2 separate regions of the Mus musculus genome follow, and region 2 is linked to region 1. The links are chromatin contacts, called in public promoter capture Hi-C maps. All regions are on one chromosome and are shown on one strand. Each heading gives the region's core, a stretch centred on a gene start, on an enhancer-like site or on the middle of the called end of the contact. The rest is flanking DNA. Distances are from core to core; before and after follow the strand shown.

What was found. Capture Hi-C pulls out chosen DNA fragments and counts their contacts.
Region 2: a promoter capture Hi-C map of pancreatic islet shows a contact between it and region 1. The contact joins the promoter of Scx here to the promoter of Gpaa1 in region 1. A contact is called at or near these places in 1 of 484 Hi-C or Micro-C datasets (nephron progenitors), 1 of 115 datasets of contacts at active chromatin or transcription factors (pancreatic cancer cells) and 2 of 9 other capture datasets (adipose tissue and pancreatic islet).

What each region holds. Positions count from the first base shown.
Region 1 is chr15:76,328,433-76,333,082 of GRCm38.p6, forward strand. Gpaa1 (GPI anchor attachment protein 1) reads left to right here and starts at 2,862. Exons shown (of 12, transcript NM_010331.2): 1 at 2,862-3,031; 2 at 3,464-3,643; 3 at 3,728-3,839; 4 at 4,052-4,199; 5 at 4,278-4,379; 6 at 4,471-4,650. The coding sequence starts at 2,958. Exosc4 (exosome component 4) reads left to right here. Exons shown (of 3, transcript NM_175399.4): 2 at 598-804; 3 at 924-2,238. The coding sequence ends at 1,283. It also overlaps a transcript of Oplah not described here.
Region 2 is chr15:76,455,015-76,459,714 of GRCm38.p6, forward strand. It overlaps Scx (scleraxis), which reads left to right and starts at 2,424. Exons shown (of 2, transcript NM_198885.3): 1 at 2,424-3,172; 2 at 4,068-4,454. The coding sequence starts at 2,588. The coding sequence ends at 4,106. Bop1 (block of proliferation 1) reads right to left here. Exons shown (of 16, transcript NM_013481.2): 4 at 858-1,012; 5 at 668-785; 6 at 482-583; 7 at 194-406; 8 at 1-117.

The DNA of each region.
Region 1 (4,650 bases), core at 1,612-4,111:
CATAAACTCCTAAAACAAGGACATTAAATTATCTGCCTTTATTGCTGTGTCGCAGTGCTGTAGCAAGGCTGGCAAATGTGCACATTTTAAGGTTTGCTAGCATATGGAGCTCGGCTTTCTAGGTGGATGATCAGGTATAGAACACATGAGGGAAGACTTGGTAGGGAGAGGGACAGTAGATCAAATAGAGTTGAGGAGTTACCAAGGAGGTGAGGACCCAGGGCTTTGAAAGTCAGGGAAATTGAGATTTTTTTTCTTTTACATTACTGTAATGGGAAGCTTCTGGAAGGTAAGTAAAATATTAGTGTGTGGGTTACACAGTCAAACCAGATGTTTGTAATCATGGTGGCCACAATGGGAATAATTTGGGAGGAAATGGAGAAACTGAAGAACAAAGAGTTGGCTGCTAAAGGTGACAATGCTTTGGCTTAGGTTGAGAAGTAGCCCCCCCCCCCCACTCAGCTATGATTTGGAACCAGAGTAGCTGGGGTTTTGTTTGTTTGTTTTAGCACTTTAGAAAGAGGAGGAGGAAGGTTGAGCCATCGAGTGCGTCCCAGGAGGTAGGCAGGCCTGGCTCATTCATTCTTTTTCCTCTAGATCCGGGGCTCCCGGTCTCGAGCCCTGCCTGACCGGGCTCTAGTGAACTGTCAGTACAGTTCAGCCACCTTCAGCACAGGTGAGCGCAAGCGAAGGCCTCATGGAGACCGGAAGTCTTGTGAGATGGGGCTGCAGCTACGACAGACCTTCGAGGCAGCCATCCTCACACAGCTGCACCCCCGCTCTCAGATCGACATCTACGTGCAGGTGAGCTACCTGCACCGTCAAACCCCTCCCCCGGGGGCGGAGCTTAAAGCTATGTGGGCTGTCTGAGATGCTGCAGGATGCGGATGTCAGTCCATCAGATGTCTTGATGCCCCCTGTAGGTGCTGCAAGCAGATGGTGGGACCTACGCAGCATGTGTGAATGCAGCCACGCTAGCAGTGATGGATGCTGGGATACCTATGCGGGACTTTGTATGCGCATGTTCAGCTGGCTTTGTGGATGGCACAGCACTAGCGGACCTCAGCCACGTGGAGGAAGCAGCTGGAGGGCCCCAGCTCGCCCTGGCCCTGCTGCCCGCCTCCGGCCAGATCGCACTGCTTGAGATGGACTCGAGGCTGCACGAAGACCACTTGGAGCAGGTGCTAGAGGCTGCTGCCCAGGCGGCCCGAGGTGTGCACACTCTGCTGGACCTTGTCGTCCGACAGCACGTGCAGGAGGCCTCTGTCTCACTGGGGGACTGAGTGGCAACCACCCCTTTCCAGAATAAAGGCCTGTTCTTCTCCCGAGTACACCTTACTGTACAGCACTTAAAAGCTGCTCAGGGCCCTACAGCGCAGTTTATAGTGCAGTCCCTAAGTGGAGAGAGCACTTGTGCTAGGAAGAGCAAGGGTGCACCTGTTGTGCCTGCCCAGATATTAGGGTCCGCAAAGACCCCTGGGAGTATGAATCTGCATGCGAATTCAGACTTTCTTCACCCTTAAGCTTGGACCTCAGACTCCTCCAACACACCAGATTTGTGCTGAGAGCCCTGAGCCTCAATTAGGCAGGGTTTTTATACTAGTTTGATCAGGGAGCAGGGGTCTCCTGCCTGTCAGTTGCCTTATTTCGCAAAGTTATCTTTTTTTTTTTCCTGTTTTTTTGAGACAGGGTTTCTCTGTGTAGCCCTGGCTGTCCTGGAACTCACTCTGTAGACCAGGCCTGCCTCTGCCTCCTGAGTGCTGGGATTAAAGGCGTGTGCCACCACCGCCCGGCACAAAGAGGTATCTCGATGCACAGGGTTTGGTCAGTGATGAGCAATTTATCTGTAACCGTTGCAATGGTAGGCACTTTCCCTCTATTTCCCTGATTGGCTCTGGCCCAGGGCAGTTTCTTCTTGGACTTGTCGGTGGTATTTCTATTAACCACAGTTCAAACCGGGGACCAACAAACTCAAGTTGGAATCAGCTTACAAATTGGAGTTTCCCCCTTCGCCTATGTTGGTCACTCAAGTCCTCCAGCTAAGGAGTGTGCCATGCTTACACAGCCCATCAGGGACAGGAGCACAAGGCCGAGGTTGCACTCAGCTGGCTATGGGTGTCCATCATTAAGAGATGACATTATGACGTAACGGCAAAATTAGCTATTCAGAATCAGCCAAATAATTTTATGTTTGAGGATCATCACAACATGAGGAACGGTATTAAAGGTCAGAATGTTAAGAACCACTGGACTAATGTCTTCTTTCCTTGGGCCTTTCCTCCCGCTTACTTTGGGCTCTAGGAGGATAGCCACCTTTTGTTGCTTCTTGGCCATCTATCCTTAGGCCCTTACCCCTGCAACCTTTTAGAGAAACTACCTTCATCGCCACCACCACCCATCTCCTCTGGCCACCAACTCGCCCACTGTGCCAGTGAGCCCACTGTCTTAAGGTTCATGACATCCACAGAAATGATTTAGCGTCGAATCCTCAGTTCACACGGGTCCCTCAAGTCATAGCTACAACACTGTCATTCAGTATCTCACTTCAGCAGGCATCAGTCTTTTCTCGTCGTTCTAGCTCTCTACCCACCTGCGTTACACTCCCGAGAACCTTTAGGCAGGCACACTGTCGCTGCTCTGTCGTGAGATCCGCCAGCGTCCCGCCTTCCAGCTGCTCGCCCGCAGCTTCACAGCCCCAGGTTCCAGTTCCGCCCACTGGCCATGACTGCATCCCGTACTTCTCCAGCCTACCTCAGTTTTGAGCACGCGCAGAGCTGGCGACCTCAGTTGTGAGCATGCGCACAATCTGGTTTCCCAACTCCGTCTGCCGCTACCAAGAGTAGTGGCGCGATGGATCCTGGGACCGGAAATTAAGGCAGCACCGGGCGCCGGGTCCGACAGGAACCCTGCTCTTGGAGGTGTCAAGCTGCCGCGAGAGCAGAGCCCCGCGCCCCGCCATGGGTCTCCTGTCGGACCCGGTGCGCCGGCGCGCGCTCGCCCGCATCGTCTTGCGCCTTAACACACCTCTCTGGTGAGGGCGGGCACAGGGGGCGGGACTGGCGGGAACTTGAGCTGCTGTGGCTCCACACGCGCCTACTGCTCCAGGGTCTGCGACCTCTTTGCAAGTGTCACTCAGACACTGAGCTTAGAGCTCTGGTCCCTATCCATCGCTGATCTAGGGTCTTAGATCTTTTTTCCTTTCCGGAGGCAGGATTTCTCTGTGCAGCCCTGGTTGTCCTGGAACTTATTCTGTAGACCAGACTAGCCTCGAACTCAGATCCGCCTGTACCTGCCTCTGCCCCCTGAATGCTGGGATTAACAGCGTGTGCTGCCACTGCCCGGCTTTGGCTCCGGGTTCTTAATGGCTTGGACCATCCCGCTGGACCCTCTGGGTCATGGTGGAAGCCACGAGCTAGCGTTCCAGGTCGGGCTAATTCCGAGCCCACTCTGTACTCTCTCGCAGTGTGCTGAGCTACGTGGCCGGGATCGCCTGGTTTCTGGCGCTGGCTTTTCCGCCGTTAACCCAGCGCACTTACATGTCTGAGAATGCCATGGGCTCCACCATGGTGGAGGAACAGTTTGTAGGTGGAGACCGCGCTCGGAGCTTTGCCCGGGACTTCGCTGCCCACCGCAAGAAGCCGGGGTGAGTGCCTAGCAGCGGGCTGGGGATTTCAGGGGCGGCCGAGACCAGGGAGCTCTACTTAGAGGCTATCTTTTGTGTCTCCAGGGCTCTGCCAGTAGCCTGGCTGGAACGGTCCATGCGATCCGTAGGGCTGGAGGTCTACACCCAGAGCTTCTCCCGCAAACTACCCTTCCCGGATGAGACCCACGAGCGCTATGTATTGAGGGAAAGGGGTGTGCCTGGGAGAAAAGCACATTGGAAGGGTGGCCTGGGTTGGGTGTCTTGTTGAAGTGCCCTGAAACCAAGAAACTCTGGGAGGGATGGTCTGAAGAACTTTAGTGGTGGGCATTGAAGTGCCAGGAAAAAAGACAGGCTTCAGGCTGTCCGCTGGAGGGTCTGCTGAGGCTTTCCCATCAACTCTTTGTGCAGATGGTGTCAGGTACCAACGTGTATGGCATCCTGCGGGCCCCACGTTCTGCCAGTACCGAGTCCCTGGTGCTTACTGTACCCTGTGGTCCAGATGCCACCAATAGCCAGGCTGTGGGGTTGTTGTTGGCACTTGCTGCCCATTTCCGAGGTGAGGCTCTGGGGCTCTGGTCCGGGAGGATTTGACCAATGCCCCAGGCCCTTTGCTGACCCTGCCTTTGGCTTCCAGGGCAGATTTACTGGGCCAAAGATATCATTTTCCTGGTAACAGACCATGATCTTCTGGGCACCGAGGCTTGGCTCGAAGCCTACCATGACATTAATGTTACAGGTAGGTGTAGCCCTAGTCTTGCTCCCCATCTCTTTCAAAGTAAACCGCGGTCCCTTGTGCCCCCTCTAGTGCTCACTGCTTGCTCCTACAGGCATACAGTCATCTCCCCTGCAGGGCAGGGCTGGAGCCATCCAGGCTGCTGTAGCTCTGGAGCTGAGCAGCGACGTGGTCACCAGCCTCGATGTGACAGTGGAGGGACTCAACGGTCAGCTGCCCAACCTTGATCTGCTCAACCTCTTCCAGACCTTCTGCCAGAAAGGGGGGCTGTTGT
Region 2 (4,700 bases), core at 1,174-3,673, 130 kb after region 1:
CTCGAAACGCTCCTGGATGAAGCGGCTGTAAGCAGGCACTGTCCTCAAGCTGGGGAATTTCTGTGGCAAGAAGTTAAGCTTCCTCTCCACAGGCTCCTGCTGCATCCACGCCGAGCGCTGGGGAGACAGGAGGCAGGTGAGAAGGGATCGGGAAACATGGCCGGGGCCCACACCCACCTCAGCGCAGGCCCACCTCCTCCTCAGTGGGCAGGTACTCGGGAGGTGGGTTGTAAGACTCGGCATGGCCAGGCAAGGCCAGCTTGGGGGCAGGCACATGCATCTTGTGGCGTCCCAACACAGCATTCGGATCCTCCTGGGCCCACAGGTCATAGAAGCTAGGGGTGGGGTCGTGGGGCCGTCGAGGCTTGATCCACCCCATCTTGATGGCATGTACCATTCGAGACACCTGCACACAAAGGTAAGGTCAGGTGGCAGCGTGGAGACCTTAGAGTGTGCAGGAGGAGGATACCAGGGTTCCCACCTTCTCCTTTTCAACTAGGGATGGGATGAAACTACGCTTGTCAGCTGGGCGGTTGGTCACAGGGTGGATCATGATGTCACCGCTGAAGAAGTCCACAGCTGGCTATGGAGAGAGGCAAAGATGTTAGGTTGGGGGGGGCAGGGCGTTCATGGACTTCAGACTGTAGGGCCAACCGTTGTTGCCTACCTCATAGGGATTGAAGCCTGAATCTCCGAACTGGCCTCTCTGAAGCCGGTGTACCAGGGCAACCTGCTCATCAGTTAGCCGCAGATCACGCCCTGTCATCTTGTCTTGCACAGTGCGCCTGAGGGAAAGCCAGTCAGGGCCATACTCCAGGCTTGAGGGACCACAGGTCCCGACCCAAGGTCCAACTCACCAGAAATCTGGGTCATCCATTTTGTCCAGAAACTGGTCGAGCTCATCTCGTGTCCGCAGGGGCTTGTAGATACGTTTGCCATCCAGGTCATAACCCACATGTGGGAATTCATCGTACCATGCCAGGGGCACATTGCCCACAGTGTTCCGAATGTCCTGTAGCATAGTCACCACGTCAGCACCTGTCCCTGCCATGCTTGATCCTCTTCAAACCACCCAAGGGCAGAAGAGCCACTCAAGATCAGCCTCAAGTGCCCAGAAGCCAAGTGACCCAAAATCCGCCCTAGCCTTGGCCCCGATGTCTGACGTGGCGCGGCAGGGGTGCTATGCCCCTCCCCCAAGCCCTCGGAGGCGCCTGAGCTTTACCTTCACATTTTCCACTGAAGTGATGCCAACCCTAGCCTCCCCCCTCACTGGATTCCTTGGCCAAGGCTCTGGGCAGCCACAGACAGGGATGACCTCATCGCCTATGGGCTCCCTCCCCTGGCAAAAGCCTTAGGTACAAGTGGGTAGTTTACAAGGCAGGAACCATGGGAAGACCCCACCCCAACCTCAGGGAGACAAACCTGTTCTGCTCGGCAGGTGGTCAAGGACCCCCTTCCAGCACCACTGATCCTCCCCCTCCCATTTCAGTGGGCAGAGCAGCCACATTCCTGGACACACATTCCTGGTTTCAGCCCCTGCCAGCCACCACCACCCTCACTCCTCCCAGCCTGGGGACTGCTGCCCAGGCGGCCACTTCCTGCAACAGTAGCCACAGGGAGGAGGGGCCCAGACATAACTAGCACAGATGAGTGCCAGCAGCCCCTCAGCAAGACCCCTTGGGCCTCGTCCCACTGCACCTGTCCACACCAGCCCAGAAATGCCCCATGCTCTTGCTGTACGCTCTCCACCTTGAGGGCCACTTCCGAACTGGAGGGATGGAGAGGTGCCGATCTTAGCTCTTATCCACGTGTGCACTGGCTTTGAGAAGCCCCATGAAGCATACAGCAAGGATGGGGGTGGGGCCCCCAAGCAGGATGGGTCAAAGGGGTAAGATCTGGCACAAGGCACAGGCCATGGAGTCAAGTCATGCCAACCACACACACCCATTTCTAGACTGCTACTGCTGGAGTCACCCCCATGAGTGCACACACACACACACTCTCTCTCTCTCTCTCTCTCTCTCACATACACACACACACACACACACACACACACACACACACACACACACACACGGCCTGGCACAAAAGACCCAAGTGCACATGGAAGGAGAGTCAGACAGGGTGTGGCCAGGCACTCAGGGCCAGGGCAGCTGGGTGAACTTAGGCATGCCAGGAGAGAAAGCCTCTTGATTCTTGATTTATTCTCTTCTGCCCTGTAGAATGGGTGGGATGGGCACCATTGTCTTGGGGCACTAGTAGCACCCCAGAAACGCTCCAACCAGAAAGATGCTCGGGGGCCCTCTAGGCACGGCTATTAAAAGGGAAAAGGTGCACGCACGAGCTCTGAGTAAACTCCTCCAGGCCAGAAAGGGAGGCGGAGGCCAGGCGCGGGGGAGGAGCTGACTGCTATAAAGGCACTGCTCGGCTGGCGGCCCCACTCCAGTCCGAACACATGTGCCCGCCTCACCCGGCAGCCGCCACCGCGGGGCGCAGCGGAGACCCCTGGCCCGGCGGCCTGTGGGGACCTAAAGAGGCGGCATGAGCAGCGCACGGTGGAGCTGACGCCGCGCCCCCTGCCCGGCCCATGTCCTTCGCCATGCTGCGTTCAGCGCCGCCGCCGGGTCGCTACCTGTACCCTGAGGTGAGCCCGCTGTCGGAGGATGAGGACCGCGGAAGCGAGAGCTCGGGCTCCGACGAGAAACCCTGCCGTGTGCATGCTGCGCGCTGTGGCCTCCAGGGCGCCCGGCGGCGGGCAGGAGGACGGAGGGCCGCGGGTAGCGGGCCAGGACCCGGGGGGCGGCCAGGCCGCGAGCCCCGGCAGCGGCACACAGCGAATGCGCGCGAGCGGGACCGCACCAACAGCGTGAACACGGCCTTCACTGCGCTGCGCACACTCATCCCCACCGAGCCAGCGGACCGCAAGCTCTCCAAGATTGAGACGCTGCGCCTGGCCTCCAGCTACATTTCTCACCTGGGCAATGTGCTGCTGGTGGGTGAGGCCTGTGGCGACGGGCAACCATGCCACTCGGGACCCGCTTTCTTCCACAGCGGTCGTGCGGGCAGCCCACTGCCACCGCCGCCGCCGCCACCACCACTGGCCAGAGACGGCGGCGAGAACACCCAGCCCAAACAGATCTGCACCTTCTGCCTCAGCAACCAGAGAAAGTTGGTGAGCAGGGCTGGGAGCACCGAGGGGCCCCGATGTACTCACCAGCCCACACCTGCCAGGCAGAGAGGTGCAGGGCAGGGGCAGCATTCCCTAGCATCTACACCTGCCAACAAAGCTGTGCCCAAAGGAGGGAAGGGCACAGAGGAGCCATACCTTGGGACACAGACTCCCATTGGTAGTGGTCATAGGGACCTGCAAATACAGGATCAAGAAGTAATGCTGAGATGGGCCACCCAGAAGTTCCGGGAGGGAGGGCAGGCAGCAGGAACCTGGCAGGGCAGAGGGGCCTTACTTTCAGGCTCGTTTCCCATCAAGTTGAGAAGTGAAAGGAGGTGAATTCAAGAAGTAAGAAGTATATCTATACGCTTCCATCCAGAGGGGAACAATGTGAAACAGTGAGGCAGTCAAAGGGATGCCCCCACTAGGCTGATGTGCCACTACCCCTCCGCCCCCGCAGCCCACCTCCACCCCAAGGCTTATGGGCACCTGCTGCCTCTCCCCTGGTCTACTGAGACCTGCAGTAGAGGGGCTAGGGGAGAAGGCTGAACTGAGAGATGCTGGCCAGCCATGATTTACTGCTCTGGCCGCACTTGGTGGCACCGGAAAAGCAGGGTGAGCAGGGAAAAAATACAACGGCTTTCCCCAATCCCCATTTCCTCTCCAGACAGCACGCGCAAGCTCCTGGGGCCTGAACATCTGGGAAATTTAATTTTACAGTTTCGGCTCTGCAGCAGTATACTCCCCTCCCCAAAATGCACTGTGGGGGTGGCAGGAGCCCGGGATGGGGTGCCCTAGCACAGGCAGTGCCCCCAACAGGAAGCCAGGAAGGTTCGGGCAGTGCTGGGTGACACTAAGTCTCCACTCAGACCCTGACACACCCCCATCCCCTCTGCAGAGCAAAGACCGTGACAGAAAGACGGCGATTCGAAGTTAGAAGGAGGAGGGTCCACAGCAGCCAAGAGGTGATGCCACTAGTGAAGGTGGATGCCACTGAAGAGTCACGGAGAGCCCCACTTTGGACCTGATCTGAGCGCAGGTCCCCAAGAGCACGCTCACCAGGCCAGACCTGCCCCAGCTATGAGCAGGGCCTATGAACAGAGAGATGGACAGGCGGGTGATGGCTTGACTCTAAGCAGCCGAACACTGACCCAGGCCCACTGGGACTTTCCATGCTGGCTCTCTACCTGGGCCAAGTGTTGGCATCTTGTGTCTTTAATATGATAATATAAAGTCTGGAAATTTTGTATAATTAAAAATGAAACAGTATCTTCCAAATTGAGGCAGACTACCCTCTTGAAAGGATGTGAACTCACTATGACCCTAGCTCTCTCACCCCATCTTCCCAGAGTGAGGACAGGGTTAGATCACCTATCAGGAGTTTGTACCAGGGGTATATGTGTGTGTGTGTGTGTGTGTAGGGAGCAGGGAAGGGGGAGAGGCGCTGTGTGGTGACTGAGATAGAAGGAGAGAGGAGAGGGCAAGCCCACTTGGCTCATGGTAAATAGCAGCAAGCAACACAGCAGCCCTG